Regions from separate parts of the Mus musculus genome. Here region 1 is linked to region 2. Evidence: chromatin contacts called from public Hi-C data. All regions are on one chromosome and are shown on one strand. The core of a region is the stretch at or near the end of the contact, and the rest is flanking DNA. Distances in the headings are between cores, read along the strand shown.

What was found. Hi-C and Micro-C count contacts between places; a contact is called where the count stands out from the background.
Region 1: a contact with region 2 is called in a Hi-C map of bone marrow-derived macrophages, with 12 read pairs. The contact joins two enhancer-like sites. A contact is called at or near these places in 2 of 39 promoter capture datasets (hippocampal neurons and liver) and 10 of 484 Hi-C or Micro-C datasets (bone marrow-derived macrophages, cerebellar granule neurons, cortical neurons and 6 more).

What each region holds. Positions count from the first base shown.
Region 1 is chr1:80,400,428-80,405,446 of GRCm38.p6, forward strand. No RefSeq gene overlaps it. Among named protein-coding and RNA genes, the nearest start is that of Gm38673, 25 kb to the right of the region's middle. Within about 2 kb of position 1,759, at least 59 of the 459 cell types and tissues checked have an H3K27ac peak or open chromatin away from gene starts, as enhancers often do. A contact at or near this core is called in bone marrow-derived macrophages, where this site is marked.
Region 2 is chr1:79,801,499-79,805,891 of GRCm38.p6, forward strand. It overlaps Serpine2 (serine (or cysteine) peptidase inhibitor, clade E, member 2), which reads right to left. Exons shown (of 9, transcript NM_009255.4): 5 at 1,349-1,547; 6 at 1-58. Among named protein-coding and RNA genes, the nearest start is that of Gm39666, 15 kb to the left of the region's middle. Within about 2 kb of position 1,708, at least 19 of the 459 cell types and tissues checked have an H3K27ac peak or open chromatin away from gene starts, as enhancers often do. A contact at or near this core is called in bone marrow-derived macrophages, where this site is marked.

The sequences.
Region 1 (5,019 bases), core at 509-3,008, 600 kb after region 2:
ATTTATTCCTTCTTGTGGCTGAGTAGTACTCTACAGAGTGACTGTACTGCCAGCTCTTGCCTACTTCAAATTAAGTTGCTATGGGGAGACACAAAGAGGTCTGGGGGGGCCCATATATTTCTAGTTCTCTAGGAAAAATGCTAGATTCTATGGTTAAGTGCATGCTTAGTCTTTATTTAAAAATGTAAGTGCTCGGGCTGGTGAGATGGCTCAGTGGGTAAGAGCACCCGACTGTTCTTCCGAAGGTCCAGAGTTCAAATCCCAGCAACCACATGGTGGCTCACAGCCATCTGTAACAAGATCTGACTCCCTCTTCTGGAGTGTCTGAAGACAGCTACAGTGTACTTACATATAATAAATAAATAAATCTTAAAAAAAAAAACATATCTTTAAAAAAAATGTAAGTGCTCTCAGAGTAACCATTTAAATTCATGCTCTGCATTTTTTATTTAATAAGTAGGGTAACTTATCAAGAAACTGAGTACTCGGGAGGCAAAGGCAGACAGGTTTCTATGAGTTTGAGTTCAGCCTGGTCTACAAAGTGAGTTTCAGGACAGCCAGGCCTGTTATACAGAGAAACCCTGTTTTGAAAAAGCAAAGCAAAGCAAAGCAAAGCAAAGCAAAGCAAAGCAAAGCAAAGCAAAGCAAAGCAAAGCAAAGCAAAGCAAAGCAAAGCAAAGCAAAGTAAAGCAAACCAAGCCAAAACAAGCCAAACTAAACCAAACCAAACCAATCAACCAATTGACCAACCAACCAATCAACCAACAAAAGACCACAAAGAAGCTGACTTTTGAAAAAGTCCCTAAATGAGAAAAGCCAATTTGTAGATCTATTTGAAAGCACTCTAACTGTATCCTAGTCCCTTTGTAAGGTGTCATAATAATGCGGAGATACAATAAGATACTAGTACATTACTTATGACAGGCAGCAATGCTCTGTTATATTAGATGGACGGGAACAGGAACAGACACACAAATCAATAGGCCTTCCTTTGTTGAGGTTACTTTATCAACACAGGCACAATTTGTCCTGGCATTTCAGATAACCTTGAGGCACTTCATTGTCACAGGCCACTCATCCTCCAAGATACAGCAACTTTTGAAAGCACTATCTGCTTATTTTTACCATAGTCTTGGGAGCAAGATCTCTTTAGTACTAACTTTTCAAAGGAGACCGCAAAGATAAAAGGTCTCAGAGTGAATTTCAGAGACAGTAGTCAAAGCTACAAGAGAGTGGGAGGGGAGATGTCCCTGGCCTTGGACTCAGTTCTGCCATGCTATTTTTGTTGGCCATTTGACTGGCTCATGATACTTGGTTGCTTTAGGCCTTAGCTGTCTTTTCTATGCAGTGGGGACGTTACTGTTCTCTTTATAGGGTGAATGACATTAAGTGCAATTTTTCCTGTAAACTAGTGGGCCTATAGTGTTAACACCCACAGCTACTATTTCCTTGGGCTTATTACATCCAAGGCACTGTGTTCATCCTCTCTAGGTGCTTAAGGAATAGGACTATGCCCCACTCTCCTTCTAATTTTTGTCTTCCTACTGTCTCCTTATTTTCTTAGAGTAGTAAGTGTGATGATGGCTTACAATTGCATTCTTGCATCTAGCAAAAGCTGTGTGCCAGGTAGAGTTCTAGGTCCTGAGGAAGCAACCTCAAACAGAGGAAGACTAATAAGACATCTGCAGGCAAATAGAAATACTTCTGCATTTCAGACACAGCTGAGTAGAGAAAGAGGAAGCAGGGCATTACGTAGCAGTAGTGGGGTCCAGAAGGGAAGGAGGAGGTAAGGAGAGAAGGCAGTTTGAGGAGATAGTTGATGTGAGGCAATGAGACAATGAATGGGGCTCTTTGAGAAATAACTCAAGAAAGAAACCTGTAAGAATTAGGGCACAAGAGAAAAAACAGTGGCAGAAAGCAGTAGGAAAAGAGAAACAGAGGCAGAATATGGTAGAATGTAGATAAGAATCGTGACCACTTATTAGAATTGTTATGAGGACAATCAAATTGGAGAGGCAGCAATGGGTCCAGCTTATCTTGGAGTCTGGACTCAGGATCCCTTGGATTCTTTCTCATCTGCAACAGTTAGCTGTGGTGTACTGTAATAAGTTTTTAAACCTGTCTCTGCCTCCAAATTGCTTATTACCACTAAAAGTATAATAACATGATGTCCTTCAGATGGTCATTGTGAGAATTCAACAATGTAAGTCATTTAAGTACTGCAAATTGCGACTAGTATTCGCCCACACCACCTTAGGATAGCTGTTGATTAGAGGCACTGTACGGATGCACAACTCTTATGAAGCAAAACGATGCCTGCAAAGTGCTATAAAATCAATAAAATTAGTTGTTTTAAACTTAATCATACCTGATCTGTGCTGATTTTGTCTTTTGGAAACTGTTGCCACTTTACCACGTTAATATTTTAGGACTAAATGATAAAATCCCAACCTTACAGGCCCATGGAAGTGAACCAGGTCAGAGAAATCAATGCAGGGAGCAAGGAGCAGGTAAGTCAGAGTACACAGTCTGATCTGTCTAGACCGGCAGCCGCGTCTTAGCCACAGCAGACTGCTTCAATATCGGCGCTGTCACAGACAAATTCTTCAAGGGAAGCTGAGGAACTGGAATTTTTAGATAAAATTTCAGGTGGTATACATTTTGGCATTTAAGCCACAGAGTTAAAAAAAAAAAAATCTTGCTTCTCCAGGAGATGTGCTTTAGGAAGGTGAAGCCATCCAGGGCCCCCTGCTGAGAAATGCTGATGTTGAGGGCAGCAGATTAGTTGGTGAGATCACTCAGAAATGGGGTTCACAAAAGGCCAATATACACCAGAGGCTGGGTTAAGCACTGGAAGCCCTGGAGTAGGCAGGACCAGGGAAGTTGTACTCATAAGCTGCTCCAAAGTAGGAGGGTGTTAAGAAGGTGGTGGCCTTTGGCCCAACATGACCTAGGTAGACCTGATAACTTCATCTGAGGCTGGTCCCAATGCCACACATGTCTGCATTTTGAATACACAGGTTGTTTTTACTTCAGCAATCAGGTTACACAGAGGCAGTATTGTTAAGTCCCACGGCTTCCTGGGCCCTGAATTACACCTGTTATGCAGAGCTATGCATCATTCGCAGTTAGGCAACTGCTTGCTTTTGTCTTGAGGCTCTTGTGAGCCTGTTCACATTCTGAAAGCAGGAAGACTTCACTAGAGTCAGATAATGGAAGCCCATAGATAAGCTGAATGGGAGAACAGGTGTGCAGACAATGCTGTAGTTCATTAATGGATTGCTCCCATTATCATGCAGCTATTGACTTATAGTTTTCCGAACTCAGCAAGGCCCAATTAAAGCTTCATGATTTTTGAAAAATGATCATCCCTCTATTGGCAGGAAAAAAAAAAGCAAAGAACAATAAAGAGGAAAAAATCATTGATGTTTATTGCTAAAATTGAAAATAAGAGTCAAACCTCAGATATAATTTAAGACTTATAGGACAGTGCCAGTTGGTGAATGATTCTTTTTTTGCTTTGAAACTCTTTATTATTATATATTAGCTGTGCAGATAACTAACTGGTTTTATATTATGATATCTTCTTCCATGCACTGAGTGTGCTCTGATCATATTCACCCTCATTAACCTCCCTGGTTCACCTTTCACTCTCATGGATTTTCTTCCTTTCTCATCTAGTCCCTCATCTACTTCCATGTCCTGTACGTGACCCCAGGACTTTAATCAGATTTGCTTATAGGATCATGGGTGAGAGGTTATTTACAGGAGCACAGGCAAGGCACTACTGAAAAAAAATGTCTCCTCCCCCGTCAGCAACCATTCATGGCTTAGAAAGCCACAGGGATAACTGGGGCCTTCTGAGCCCTTTGCCTCCACAATATAATGTTGATTGGTACAATCTTGTTCCAATTATGGGTGCTGAGAGATTTCATAAGTGAAAGGACCATATCCTTCAACAACACTTCTCTTTCCCCCAGCTTATACCTATTTTTTTGCCCTCCTCTTTCATGATATTCACAGGACCTTTGAGGGGGAAGTACAGACGGTCTCTTTTAGGGACGAGAAGAAAACCACTTCCTAGCAAGGTACCATTTTGTACTGCTAGGGACACTTAGTAATGCTGGAAGACATTTGTGGTTTTTCAGCCTGGGGGAGGAGTTTGCTATTGGTATGCAAGTATAGAGACCAGGGATGTTTCAGGGTATTCTATAATGCATAGGGCAGCTACCACAGTAAAGAATTATAAGGTTAAGTTTGTCATGATGGCAAGTCTAAGAAAACTGCTATAATTTCAAAGGGAAAAATTCACGTGAGCACCATTATGAGAAAGTAATCTTAGAAATGAAATTAGGAACATAAATTAAAGGCTGACATACAATGCACTGAGTTATATGTATACTCAATGTGATTGCGACAAATACCCATCCTGTCATGAAATCTCAGATTCATCAGTCAAGTCAGTTATATAAGGAGGGGGCCATTTACCTCCTCTTATAACTGAAAGCCAATATCACTATAAAAAGATGCTTAAAGGTGCATTAAAAGATGGATGGGCTGATATACAGAGTCATAATCATACAAATAATTCAGAAAATAACTGAGGCTTTCAATCCTGCCAGGGGAACCCAGCAATGATGTCACCTCCAGTAGCTGGTCGTAAGGTTTACCTTCTTTGCCCTTTGCTTTGCTAATTGTAGAGGAATTTTTAATCTAGAAACATGGCTGGAATACAGACATAAATATAATAATATTAATAATAAATTATTATCAATAATATAATTTATAATAATATTTATTTTTTACAACATGGCTCTGGCTGGAATATAGACATCCCCTAAGTACACACCTTTAATCCCAAACAATGTAGATAAGGTTAGTTTGTAGAAGGAAGCAGCCACAAAGTGATATGTAGTTGAGAGGCAGACAAAGTGATGAATCAGATAAAGATTTGACAGAATGAGTCAGAGATAGCATACACTCAACTCTCACAAGAACAGACAGGAAAGGGAGACTATT
Region 2 (4,393 bases), core at 458-2,957:
AGTAATGCCAAGGGCTTTCAGTGGCTCCTTCAGATCTGTTTGTGCCACAGCTGTGAACCTACAGGAAAGAGAAAATATAGGGGAGGATTAAAACATGCTATAAATGATTCGAACATGACAAAATCAGGGCATAGTTTGAAACAGGCTCTTTAAGTAAGACCTTGTCGTCACTCTGAACTGCAGCCTGACTTCTAAACCTAACAGTTAAATGCCAGGTAAGTAGACAACTCACCCTCTTCTTACTCACAATGAGCATGGCCATCCAGGTGTGACAAGAAGACCATATCAGATATTTAGCTAAACATTATTGAGTGGCTTTCTAGAAGAGTACATTTAACATTTAAGATGTCTTTACTTTTATCTTTTAAATGTATAAGTATTTTTCCTATATGCATGTATGTGCCTATACATCTGGCCCCAAGGAAGCCAGGAAAGGGCATCAGATCCCCTGGAACTAGAGTTATAGATGGTTGTGTGACACCACGTAGGAGTTAAGGCAGAATCCAGGTCCCTTGCGAGATCAGTGAGGACTCTTAACCATGGAGTCACTTCTTCACCCCCTCAGGAGGAGGACTTCTGATATTTGTAGATTGCTACAAATCTACATTTGTAGATTATTACATTGACTATTCAAGACTTAAAAGTTATTAGGATTCTCTGTTTCCACTGAGGTATGGATAGAAACTCTGGATTGTGGGAAAGCTGGTAATGATGAAAAATTCACAGGAAGGAGACAGATTTCTCCCCCTCCACACACACACACACACACACACACACTGGAGAGAGAAGGTGTTCTTTGAACTGTTAGAAATGATGATGTACACAGAATTGGGTTTGCTTTTGCCCTAGTCTCCAGTCATAACATCAGAAATTCCATCTATAATTTACTTGAGGGGTATAAAAGGAAAGCTGCCTTAAATACTGATGAATACAGTCTCATGGGCCTTGGCCTTTAACAGCTTCCAGTAGGTACCTGAAGGATCAGTGAAGTTTGTTGTCTCACCAAGCTCCTTCGACTACTGTGTTCTAATCCATTCCATATGAAGATATGTATGTATTTTTCAATTCTCCAATGGAAAGAGATATGTCAAAAGTTGTCACAGAGTCATGAAGACTTTGCCCTCATGGGGGTTCTAAGGCCAGGGCTGCCCGCTCTCCTTTAGTATCCTTGTTGTCTCACCACAAACAGGCACTGCAGGGTCTCAGAGAAAGCATTCAGAAAAGACAGCCTGGTTCTCTCTAAAGCACATTTTCCATAAGACCATCTTAGCACCCCGTTTCTAGTATACAATATGACAGCTATCCCCTGAGAAGAACATCCTTTCTTTTTAAGGGAAGGGGCACTCACTTGGGTAGGACCAGCTGCATCCTCTTGGGTACCATGGTGTTCATCCAGCTATCAATGGTCTTGGTAGTGATGTGAGGGATGATGGCAGACAGTGGGGTGGAGCTCTCTGTTGGCAGGGCGATCAGCATGCTGATGCTCTCACCATGGTAGGGCAGCTCAATGAAGTTGTACCATAAGCCATTCGGGGTCCTGGTAGACCCTAAAGAAACCAGAGGCAGATCTAGTTTATGCCTAATGACTTCTGTGGGGGGGAGGGGGGATGGCTGGCGGTCACCAAGGAAGCCGTAGGAGAGAGACAGTAATTCAGCCTGTAAAACTCCCTTTGCTACAAATAGCTCCCTCAGAAGGACAAAGATAAGGACAATGACTTCTTTCTTCCCTGGTGCAGAATTCTCTGTCTTCAGTCTAGACAGAATGCCTCTGGGCACCGCTAAGCTCACTTTCATTCTGCTGAGTTGAATGTAAGTAGACGATTAGACTGTTCGGTACTCGCCGCACAGTTCTTCGTAAGAAGTTAACCTTTATACGAGAAAAAGAATAAATTAAAGCTACTTTTGAGCTTGCTTTGTTTTTTTGTTTTTTTTTTTTGTTTTGTTTTGTTTTGTTTTTTTTTTTACATTCTACTTTGTTTTAGAAAATACATGGTATTGTATTTAAGGTATACAATATGACAGTTAGGGCAGGACACGGTAAAAGCATTTCTACGGTAGAGCCAATTAGCATGCCCATCATTCCTCATAGTTTCCGGTTTTTAAACAAAAAAAGGAGGGAGCTAAGTGAGTGGCCCGGTTTCTTCTCTCTTTCTCAAGTGCAGATGCACTATGACCAGCTAACTCAAACCACTGCCACCACAAATTATAGGTATAAATAGACTATATCCTCAAACCACAAGCCAAAACGAAACCCTTCCTGCCTTTAGCTGCCTTTGTCAGGAATTTTCTTATAGCAACAAGAAAAGGAACTCACACAGCAACAGAGAACGGCCAGAGACAGCAACTGTGCAGTATGACCGCAGAGCAGTCAAAAAGTCCTTGTTGGCATTCTAAACCGATGGGACAATTTCTCAAGTGTGTGTTAAGCACTGAACCTCTAAAGATGAACTCCATGAGCTTGAGGAGGTACCATGTTCTCCCCATGCCATCCGTCTATACAGATGGAAATATCGGAATATTAAAGTATGGACCACGAGGTTGCTGAGATGATCAAATGAAAAAAAATTATAGATGCAGTAGTAACCAGGGTGCCCATGGGGCCCCCCCTTTCTTCCCCTATATGAAGTACAACAAAGAGAAAAGAGGCAACATGTTCGTAGTATTTTCACTCGTTTTTTCTTGGTGGCTGGCCTTGTTTGTTTGTTTTTGAGGCAATGTTTCACTGTATAACAGCCCTGGCTATCCTGGAACTCGCTCTGTAGACCAGGTTAGCCTCGAATGCACAGAGATCTCCCCGCCTCTGCTTCCTGAGTTCTGGGATTAAGAGTGTACACCACTACAAGCTGGAGAATTTTGAACAGGCCACACCTCCAGAGAAGAAGAAAGGAGATCAAAGAAAGAAAGAAGACAGCAAGAGGTAGAAAGTTAGCAAGCCCTGTTCTGTCACAAGCACTTTTAGCTATAAAACACCATCAGCTGAAGGCGCTAGAAGAGCTGCTGCCATCATATTCCAGGGACAGCTGGGATCTCTTCTCCCCAAGCAGAGATTGCACTGGGTTGTAGGACAGCCAAGGAACCCAGTGCCATCGGTCTCAGCTCTGAATTGCTGTGAGCTCACACCAGTCTCGATTCCAGGCCGGGACTACCCAAGAAGCAAAATGAATATACTTCGTCTTTACTTTTAGCCTGAGTGATAAAACGGTCTCAGTAGAAACTGAAAACTCAATGAGAAAGTGGGAAAATACCCCCCACTTCCTAATGAGCCCTTTAATCCTCAAAGAAGACATCAAGTCTCTGGCTCTAATGGGGCTAATTTTTAGAAACTGTGAAATGCAGGAAGTAGTTATTAAATTATTGCTCTGGGGCAGAAAAGGAAGACCTGGAGAGAGCAATTGCTGCAGAAGTGTGTATAATTCAGCTAAGGAGGATGGAAGCTGTGAGTGATGCGAGTATGAGTATGAGCTGGAGTGGGTGGCAGCTGGGGCGGTAAGCAGGCTCACACCCGGCCTTGACTGGATACACCATTACTGACCAGTAGAACCAGCACAGTTAACTATTCTGTGTACTCACACATTCACTGGACGTTTGACCTTTTTCTACCTCTGCACTGGACCCCAGGACTGGGTGACCACTGTCAGCAGGTAGGCTACATCTGTCCATATCCATGCTGAACTTGTCATCTTGAGAAGTCGGGAGATGGATGGAAACCTGTGCTCTCTCTTCCATCCCAGGGACTACAGGACAGCTTCCCCTGCCCCCCCCCCCCCCATAGCCTTTTACAGAGGGCCAATATGAGATTGAGAGCACAGGTTTAAACTGAAGAACCCAGATTCAAAGCCAATCTGTATAGCTCCCTCAGTCAATGACATTAGTAAAACTCAGCATGACAGTACACACATGCATACGCGTGCGCACACACACACACACACACACACACACACACACACTCAGCCCAAGTCGGCACATAGCACCGACTTTCATACTGATGGGAGCAGCTTTGTGGTCACTGACCCATTTCTGAAACACAGTCTTGCTGGAGATTCCAGGCTGACCCCAAGCACGAGATCCTTCTGCCTCAGCTAGATGTGGGGATGACAAAGCACAGGACATGAGGTGCTTAGGTGCCTTACGTCTTGAAGGACTGGTTGGTTACTCCTCAGAGTGTAGACACAGCTGACTTACCATGGGAAACCACACCTGCAGCAGAGGGTGTGACATCTCCCTGTTAGGATAAGTCACACAGGAAAGGGTATTTGGAGGGTTTCCTCATCCCACTTGAATAGAAAGTGAAAAATGTGTTTGGAAACGACAAACAGATCCTCTTGAGTATGGTTGTCTACATCACAGACTGGAGTCCAAAGCAGGCCTGGAGACAGCTTATGGGGAAGAAACA